3 separate regions of the Mus musculus genome follow, and all the other regions are linked to region 2. Evidence: chromatin contacts called from public Hi-C and HiChIP or PLAC-seq data. All regions are on one chromosome and are shown on one strand. The core of a region is the stretch at or near the end of the contact, and the rest is flanking DNA. Distances in the headings are between cores, read along the strand shown. Region 1 has its middle 30 kb from the start of Gm13749. Region 2 overlaps Gm35880 (a long non-coding RNA gene). Region 3 has its middle 110 kb from the start of Gm36148.

Evidence for each region. A called contact is a pair of places that touch in the nucleus more often than the background predicts. HiChIP or PLAC-seq counts read pairs in DNA pulled down with a chosen protein or histone mark.
Region 1: a contact with region 2 is called in a FOXA1 HiChIP or PLAC-seq map of pancreatic cancer cells. The contact joins two enhancer-like sites. A contact is called at or near these places in 3 of 484 Hi-C or Micro-C datasets (the N1E-115 cell line, cortical neurons and nephron progenitors) and 4 of 115 datasets of contacts at active chromatin or transcription factors (embryonic stem cells, fibro-adipogenic progenitors and pancreatic cancer cells).
Region 3: a Hi-C map of cerebellum shows a contact between it and region 2, with 1.7 times the contacts expected there. The contact joins two enhancer-like sites. A contact is called at or near these places in 6 of 484 Hi-C or Micro-C datasets (the HL-1 cell line, cerebellar granule neurons, cerebellum and 3 more), 2 of 115 datasets of contacts at active chromatin or transcription factors (both in embryonic stem cells) and 1 of 9 other capture datasets (embryonic stem cells).

Annotation. Positions count from the first base shown.
Region 1 is chr1:63,993,519-63,996,529 of GRCm38.p6, forward strand. No RefSeq gene overlaps it. Among named protein-coding and RNA genes, the nearest start is that of Gm13749, 30 kb to the left of the region's middle. RefSeq lists an enhancer at 1-3,011. Within about 2 kb of position 1,658, at least 115 of the 459 cell types and tissues checked have an H3K27ac peak or open chromatin away from gene starts, as enhancers often do. A contact at or near this core is called in the N1E-115 cell line, cortical neurons and pancreatic cancer cells, where this site is marked.
Region 2 is chr1:64,224,864-64,227,739 of GRCm38.p6, forward strand. The region is part of intron 1 of Gm35880 (a long non-coding RNA gene); the gene reads left to right. Among named protein-coding and RNA genes, the nearest start is that of Gm39654, 30 kb to the right of the region's middle. Within about 2 kb of position 1,463, at least 166 of the 459 cell types and tissues checked have an H3K27ac peak or open chromatin away from gene starts, as enhancers often do. A contact at or near this core is called in the N1E-115 cell line, cerebellar granule neurons, cerebellum and 2 more, where this site is marked.
Region 3 is chr1:64,407,842-64,410,855 of GRCm38.p6, forward strand. No RefSeq gene overlaps it. Among named protein-coding and RNA genes, the nearest start is that of Gm36148, 110 kb to the right of the region's middle. Within about 2 kb of position 1,535, at least 23 of the 459 cell types and tissues checked have an H3K27ac peak or open chromatin away from gene starts, as enhancers often do. A contact at or near this core is called in cerebellar granule neurons and cerebellum, where this site is marked.

The sequences.
Region 1 (3,011 bases), core at 408-2,907, 230 kb before region 2:
GTGAGCAGCTCACCTGTAAAGGAGCCTGCCCTGAGAGGTCTAGGAACTTTGATGAAAATTTTAAGGATGTAGGTAGAAAATGAATGGCAAAAACGTCCCCATCCCCCTACCCCAAGAAAGTGCCTTTAGTAAGCTAGGCCTTAACCCCTGTTCCTGTTTATGCCTCGCAGGTAAGCTTCAGGGGGTTAGGGTGGGTGGATTACTCCCTAGCAATGCCGGGAAGTCCGTCTACAAGCCAATTAGAACACACCCAGATTTGCCAGGAAAGCATTTGCCTCACTTGACTTTATTGGTTTCATAAAACAAGTGAAAGAAATCAGCAAGCTCACCATCCTAGCCAAGATGAAAGGCCAACCGGAGGCCACACAGGCTCCTGGCTGCAACCCTTCTCCTAGCATGCTATCCTGATCTGTACAGCAAGCACCATGTGGTCTCAGGAACACATCAGCTTCCATGTGATGGGAGATCTCCGATTTAGTCTCAGCACCCCTGAGTGTGTGCCCTGCATCTTGGAGAACTCACACTGTTTTTCTGAGCCTCGGCATCTTTGTCTGTCAATTTCAGGTGAGGTCACTTTATACAAGCTTGGATGTACATAATTTAAAACCTTAAAGGAAGCCAAATACTTATATGCAGAGGATCATCTTCATTCTGCCTTCACTCCCTACATTACCTTCTGGGGTTGGTGTTTAAGCCTAAACATAAATTATCTTTGCTGTTATTGACTCTCCATTGCAAGCAGTGAAGAGAGAGAGGAAGAAAGGCGAGGGAGAGAGAGAGAGAACATGTGTCCCTCGCTTGCCTTTTCTTTCTTTCTTTGTCACTTCTCAAGGTTTCTGGGAAAGGAGCAAATAGAACAGAGTGCTCTTGTCCAGCCCCTTACCCCTCCCCCTGGCCGGAGATGGACACTTTCTACTACTCCCTCTTGTCCCCTCCCCCATCCTCATCAGAGCAGTCAGGGATGTGAAAGCCCTGTGAGTAATTCCAGGGTTTGCCTGACCTTCGCCAGACAGAAACAGTGTGTGGTTCACGGTCTTTTCTGGGGTCCACAACGGGCTTTTCTGGGGTCCACCACGGGCTTTTCTGGGGCCCACCACGGGCTTTTCTGAACCTGTCCTCAGAGGCAACCTGGCAAATCAGCCTAATGGGCTGATGTGGTTCAAGACTGAGAGTGGAATCGACCCTCCTCCCTGAAAAAAAATTATAAAAAACTGTCTTTATCCCACACTGTGTTCAGTGCCCCAAACAATTACTGATGGTAATTAGCCGTCCAGAACAACAAGCACATTATATCTTGCTCAGCTGTGCTGCCATGGCTCGCGAGCAAAGGGCATTGTGTCTGAGCACAGTCGCTGTGATTTGAAAATCTCCCATGTGGACTCTGGGAAACACGACCCTTGCCGCTTCCCTCTAACCTGGAGAACCAACCCCTGGTTATTAAGCTGGAGTTTCCTTTGGGGCAGAGTTCAAAAGAGAGGCATGAGAACTTGCGCTCCAGAAAACTGTCCGTTTGTTTGAAATTTCTGACAGTCCTGCTGCTTGGTGGGGTATTTTAGCACAGGCTGGTTCTCCTGCATGCGCATCTTGGGTTGTAAGGCTTCCCACGGCCTTGATGCTGTCAATATTGGAACAGGAGCAGGGAACACACACACACACACACACACACACACTACCATGAGTCGGGGAAGCGAAAGGGTGAGAAGTTACCACTCTTTAAACCACAGGAGGGGTTGGAAAGCCAACTTACCAAAATAGCAGTTCAAAAAAAATTTTTTTGAAAAACAAATTCACCACCAAACAGTTTCTCCTGCTCCATTTATTTCAACTAGTGTGGTATTAATAGAACGCCTAACAGCAGGGAGCAGGGAAATAAATGTATTCTCACTCACAAGGGAATGACTAAATGACTCACAAATGCAAAAATAAATAAATGGCTTCCCGTGAAAATCTGAAACTGTATTACCCCAACCGAAACAACGAAGCTTTTTAACTATAACCTAACGTGCTAAATCCGATCAGTTTTATTTGAGGCCATAGATAGATCGAGCGATCAATCTCCATTATCCCCGGTTCCTTTTCATCTTCATAGTGCTATTTTTCTTCCTTCAAGACATTTCAGTTCATTTCCTCAAGCCTTCCTCAGTTTAATGGCTGATTTTCCCACCAGGAAAAAAATCTCACTTCCTCTACAGGAAACAAAGGAAACAACCAAGAAGGAAGCTTTAGAAAGATAAGTCTCAAGACTATTCAGTGAGGAGGAAGCCATTCGGGGTGAGAGGAAGATAACAGGTAGATAAATACTGTGTACCCCAGCTTCTCTCAAACCTTCTGTTAAATGTTAACAGGTGCTGCCTCCTGACACTATAAAAAGATCAACTTTTTGTCTCCTGTATAATTTGTGAACAGGTAGGCCCCGGAGGGCCTGAATGAGGTCATGCCAATTAACTCACCGGTTCCTGCAATCAGAGTGATAATGACATCCTTAGCAACCACGCTATCTATGGCACCGCCCACTGCTGTGAAAACCCTCTTCATCTAAGCAGGTTGGAGGGTGCCTGGCCAGAGCTGTGATCTCAGACCCTGCAGGCTGAGAATTACACTCACCTCCCCCACCCTCCACCCCAGTGATTCCCAGACACTCCTTCCCTAACCCAAAAGAGGAATGAGGAAATCAAATCAAATCAAAACAAACAAAAACAAACAAAATAAACTTTCTCCATCCACAAAAGCTGAGGACCGGGACTTTCCCCAGAGTCCACAGCTACTATGAGCTGCCTCATCAGAACCATCTTAGAGGAATTAATGATTGCTTGAGCCCCATCCAGCCTGCCTGGACTGTACATACTTACCCCTTGCTTTAAAAATCCTTGTAACTGGGCTGCCTTTGCTAATGGACCCTCACAGCTACTTCGTGGGACGAGATTTGATATGCCGAAGGCAGTAGAACAGAAGGCAATGTCCAAGACTAAAAGTACTTTTAAAATTCAGCTTCCTGGGACACACTGACTATA
Region 2 (2,876 bases), core at 213-2,712:
AACCTGACAGTGTTAAAGTCAGGAAGAACAGCTCTTCTTCCCAAACCAGTGAGCATCTAGGACACTTAGCCCCCTGAGACAACAGTACATGGAGGGTGGAAAGAAGGCAGGAGACACAGGTACAAGGGCAAGGGCTAAAGGGGATAGAACAAAAAGCTATATATTCTCAAAGAAAGGACCATGATGTATAAGAACACATGGCAAGTCTAGGGAGCCCCGTGGCCTGTTTCCTCTACCTTCTGCTCTTTCCATTTAGCTGTAAATATCTATCTTATGTAGAAGCATTCTCTATCCCAACCCCAGAGGGATTCCTTTAAAATTTTCACGATCATCATCCTCCAAATATTAGTTTAGCTCTAATGTATAGGGTCCTCTGTGAGGAAATAGATCGTTTACCCTTCTCATCTCCAAATGCTTGTAAAGAAAACACTTACAATATCCCTGCACTGTCCTGTCCATTATTTTTGTTTGCTTTCTTCTCCTAAACACCAGTAAAGTACACGGACGGATAACATTAAGCATGTTCTAGAAAGAGGCTGAGCTCTCAGAAAGGGCTGGTGGCTAACACACTGACCCTTACATCTACCTGTTCCCAGGAAGGGAGAGGCACACACGGTAGGTCCATCTGCATGGACATTAGGCTTGTGGTTTAGTAAAAAGATAAAACCACAAAGTATCAGAAGTTTGGGGAGGGGCTCCTTGGTCTTGAGTTCAATGAACTACTTTGTTTGCCTGTACACCTACCCCCAGCCCTACAACCTCCATGTTGGATTGTAAATTGCTCTCCTACCCTGGAAGTTTTTTTGTTCTCCACAAGACTAAGGATGGGAGTTTACAGAGACCAAACGCTCTGATCACAAACCTACATTGGCTTTTAAAGACAACCTGTTAGAGCCACCTCTGTTTTGTCATCTCCCCCACCAGGGGCTTCTTTCTGCTAAGGGTGTTTCTCGAGAACAGCCGAGGTGTACTGGTTCCTCTGAGTTCTATTTCCAGGTAGGGTATGTGTGTATTAGACTAACTGCATTGTTTTGTGACTCTCTTTGATGACAAAGAAGACATGTACATGGGTGGCAGCACATCCTCTTTGGACCACTGAGAAGGCACCATGGACTTCCTCCAGGAAGATGAGAACAGCATGAGATAAGCCCCCTGTCCCTGAGCATCCTTAGATCATGTTCTGTACTTCTTCTTCCTGATTTATAATTCTACAACCAAGGGGTCATTGGAGTGCCGGGAAAGAATCATCTACACAGCACACAGCATTCTAACAGTTCTTACTTCACTGCCAAGAATGGAAGGCGTGGTTCCCTTTGTCCTTATTTGACCAGAAGGCAAGGCATGGAATGCTGCCGCAGTGCCTGTGCTGGAAACTCCCCAAATAAGCCTACAGCCCGGTATGGCCTCTTGGCTAAACGTTTGCACAGTTACTCAAATGAAGCAGCAGGCATGAGTCAGGAGGGAGAAATAACCTCAAGAAGGGAGTGGGGGAGGGGCAGGGAGGTTTAGGCTACCCAGGGCTGGGAGATGGTACTTTACAGAGAGCAATGCACAGCAGAGGCTCCAGGGACAGACTGTGAGCCCTCCCCCTACGCTGCGCCACCTGCCAGAGCCATTTGCAAAGCAGCTTGTAAGAGCAGCTAAGGGAAGGAGCCACTTGTCCATCCTCTGTGCGAGAGGCCAACAAGGACTTTAAGCATTGCTGAGAGGAGCAATAAAAAGACATTAAATATTTTATCTGTTTTGAACACTCACAATTGGAACCAAGGTTATACACAAGCTGTGAACCTAAAGCTCTGGGGTAGCACTGACTCAGCAAGGTTGGATCCAGCGGGAACGTGAAAAGATACGCTATTGAATTCCAGCGTTAAGTACCCAGTAAGAGCAGATCACCAGATCTATCTATCCTTGCCTTGCAGAGATGGGGTGCCGGCAGCTGGTGGCCACAGATTATTAAGCGTTTATGGCATGCTTCATTTTCTCTGGGAGGGAAAATAAAGATCCCCTTCCGGCTGCCCGTGCTATGCTCCAAGGGGCTTAAAGGAAAGTACAGTTGTCTTTTGAAAGGTGCTTCACTTCAAGTTTACAAAGGGTTGGTTCCAGCTCATCCCCACCCCACATGCAGATACCAAAGTCTTCAGAAGGCTTAAATCCATGATGCTAAAGGGCACTGTATCTGTACTGACCCAAGTCTGCTTTACAGTCTGTCTAGATTGTTTGTAATACCTGCTCTAACGTAAACGGTGGACAAATAGATGCCAGACTGAATTGTTCAGGGGACAATGACAAGAAAAAGTCTGTATCAGTCTGGTTCAGTTGGAATATTTTTTCTGAGCGTTTTGATTGGTAGTTGTTTGAGCCTAAAAATAAATAAATAAATAAAAGGCAGTTCCACAGATATGGAGATCCATGCTGAATAGATGAACTCTCTCCCTCTCTCCCTCCCTCCTTCCTTCCCTCCCTCCCTCCCTCCCTCCTTCCCTCTCTCCCTCCCTCCCTCCCTCCTTCCCTCTCTCCCTCCCTCCCTCCCTCCCTCCTTCCCTCCCTCCCTCTCTCCTAAAGTTCAGACCTCCCCAGATGCCATACTTCTTCATTGTTTTGTTGTCTTCCTCTTGCTTATTCTGAATATTGGCATTCATCAACTCCACTGCCTTAGAGAAATGCTAGAAACAGCAGCTTAAACAACAAAACTTAATTTTCTGAAAACTGGAAGTTTGAAATCCAGGCACCACTTCCATGGGCCCCTTTGAAGGCCTTGCTCTGGCATTGCAATGGGCAACTTCCTCTGGTGTATCCCTATCTTTTCTCTATGTTATCCTATCTCTTATGGAACACTATTCACAGTGATTTTATCATAATCACCTCTTTACAGACCT
Region 3 (3,014 bases), core at 285-2,784, 180 kb after region 2:
GCAGAGGCAGAGGCAGAGGCAGAGGCAGAGGCAGAGGCAGAGGCAGAGGCAGAGAGGCAGAGGCAGGTGGATTTCTGAGTTCGAGGCCAGCCTGGTCTACAGAGTGAGTCCCAGGACAGCCAGGGCTACACAGAGAAACCCTGTCTCGAAAACAAAACAAAACAAAAACAAACAAACAAACAACAAAAAAAAACCTTGTATATTGCAAATGGAGCCAGGACATAGAGGGGTGGATCATAAAGGCAGGAAAGGGGTATGTGAAATAAAATGTTGCTTGGATATTCATCAAAAGCTGGCATAAGAGACCTAAAGAGAACTTGATAGAGAACTTTTGCACGTCACTCTAGACTTTTGGATGCCAGTGGCCAGCTTTGGCTGAGTGCTGCTACACTCACACAGTTTCTCAAAGCTTCTTGGAGGTTTCTAGGTTATATGGTCTTTGCTGAAAATTACAAAATCCAAAAGAAGCAGCTGAAGACCAGGAAAGGGAAGTAACTTACAGCCAAGTACATAAAGCTCCCTAACGAGAGAGCAGAGCCAAGACTCCAGCCTTGTACTACCTGACTCCAGAGCCTGTGTTGTGGTTCTCATCACACACAAGCCTCACCAGTTCAAATCTGCTGTCCTTTCTCCATAATCTGCACCAATCACTTTATGTAGTTTTGTGTATATGAACATGGTCAACATCAGTAGTCACTCTGCTTTATATTTCGAGACAATGGAGCTTGCTGATTCTTCTAGTCTGGCTGGCCAGCAAGCCTCAGGGACTGTGCCTCCCTCCCACTTTGGGATTCGAGCTGTACACCCATGTACCTGGCCTTTCTTACCTTGAATTCTGACATCCAAAAAGGCCCTCCAGCTTGCACAGCAAACAGTTTACTGACTGAGCCAACTCCCCTGCCCTTTTTATATATTTTCATATCATACACGTACTGTATAAAAAGTCAATAGAATCCATTGCATTTAGGCAGTTCTTTGGGCTGATAGTGCACATATTCAGCTACCTCTGGGCTTATAGTATATGAATAACTATTCGCTCTACAATCTATTCAATGTTCCTGAGTTCCTACACCAAGCCAAGCATTGTGCTGCATGCCTCAGAAAGTCACAGCCCACTGGAAGAGATCCCATTAAAATGAAAATAAGCGCTTGGTTTCCCGTGGTACAGTAAGGCATAACCAAGAGATTAGAGCTTGCTTATTGAGCTGCAATCCAAAACCACATTATTGAGCTATAATTTCCTATTTGATTGACATGAAAGGACTGAGCAACTGGCCCAAGGTCAAGTCTCCAGTCAGTAGCAGTTCATTTCACTTATTTTATTGTCTCTGACATACCATGTTCTCAAGATCTGCTCTCTCTTAATAGTCTTATGTAATGTTCAAAACATATTTTATGTTTTACAGACATTTTAAAAAATTTAAGGCCAAAGAAGCAAATGTGTCAGCATTCATGTTGGGCTAGAACACATTTTGGCTGCCAACTCTCAGGACAGCAGAGCTCCTCCAAGGTCTGGCTTCCCCCCAAGCCTGTTTCCAGGCTATGGAAGCCGTTAATTCTGCCCTAAATGCATGCTGTCTCCTCATCTCCTCTGTAGCCTTCTAGCTGGGCTGAGACTTAATTGGTTTGGGTTGGATAATTCATAGTGCCTCATTAGGGCATCAAAACACATACTAGGCTCTCTAGTAATTTTCTCCCCTGAAAGAACATTGATTGGCTCCTTCACTGGGAAAAGAATTAGCTAAAGGATTCTTGGGTTTGTGAAGAAAAAAAAAAAAAAAAGAGAGAAAGAGAAAAGAAAGAGTCCACAACAGATAATTTCAAAGTGTATTGTGCAATCAGATTTCTTTGAGGCTATCTGTCGATCAGGTACCTCTGCTCTTGCAAAAGATAAAAATTAAAAAAAAAAAAATTCTCAAACCACACCAAGGGTAGCTACCAGTTAACTTGCAGAATTTATAGAAAAACTGGCTGTTCTAAAGTTCCCACTTGCTGGCTTCCCACTGTTTTCTCTTGCCTGGAGATACTCTTTATTAACACACTAAGAGGGAAACCCTGAAAGATGGCTTCTTTGCACATCTGACCGGCTGGCTACTCCACCTCCCACTCTCCCACTGTAACAGGTTAGGGCAGTGTCCCCTCCCCTCCCACTCCTCCTTAAGCAAGAAAGCATGCTAACTGTGAATACCTATGGTTCTTGGCTCTGCTGCTTCTCTGACTACGAGAGCCCACTTCGGATGGATGGATGGATGTTCTGCAGCAGGCAGAGGGATTGTGCAACCAAATAGCCCAGCTCCAGCCAGGTGTGGTGATACATACCTATAATTGCAGCACTCAGGACACTGAAGCAAGAGGATCTTCAAGGTGAGCCTGTACTACTTGAGTCTTAGGTTAGCCTCAGAAATGTACAAAGACTCTGTCTCACAAAAGAAAAAAACAAACAAACATTTCTTCTTTCTCACCTCTGAGTTGGAATAAGCCTGAGCTATGTATGGGTTTTGTTTTGGACTTTTAAAGACTTATTTATTTTATTTTATGGGCATGGGTATTTTGCCTGCATGCACATTTATGTGTACCATGTATATGCCTGGTGCCATACATGATCCCCTAGAACTGGAGTTACAGATAATGTGAGCTACCATATGGGTGCTAAAAATTGAACACAGGGCCTCTAGAGGTACAGTAAGTGCTCTTAAACACTGAGCCACCTCTCCAGCCCCTGACTTGTGTCTTACCCTCTCTCCCAGAGAGTCTAGGAAGAATGAATAAGAACATCTGGGTAATGTAATCTTTGTTAGCCTCCTCTTCTTCCTTATCCCATTTCCCAATTCCATTATGAGGATTTCTTGTCGCCTCCAAAATATGATGCTTCCATTTTACCCTCCCCCTCCCCCACCCCTTATCCCAGAGGAGCCTAAAGAAAAACATAGTTCAGTCAACCTTTAATCTTCACTGGAGCTTGGTCTTAGCCCTCAAGGTCACTCAACTTCCCATCATTACTGCGATCCGGAAAC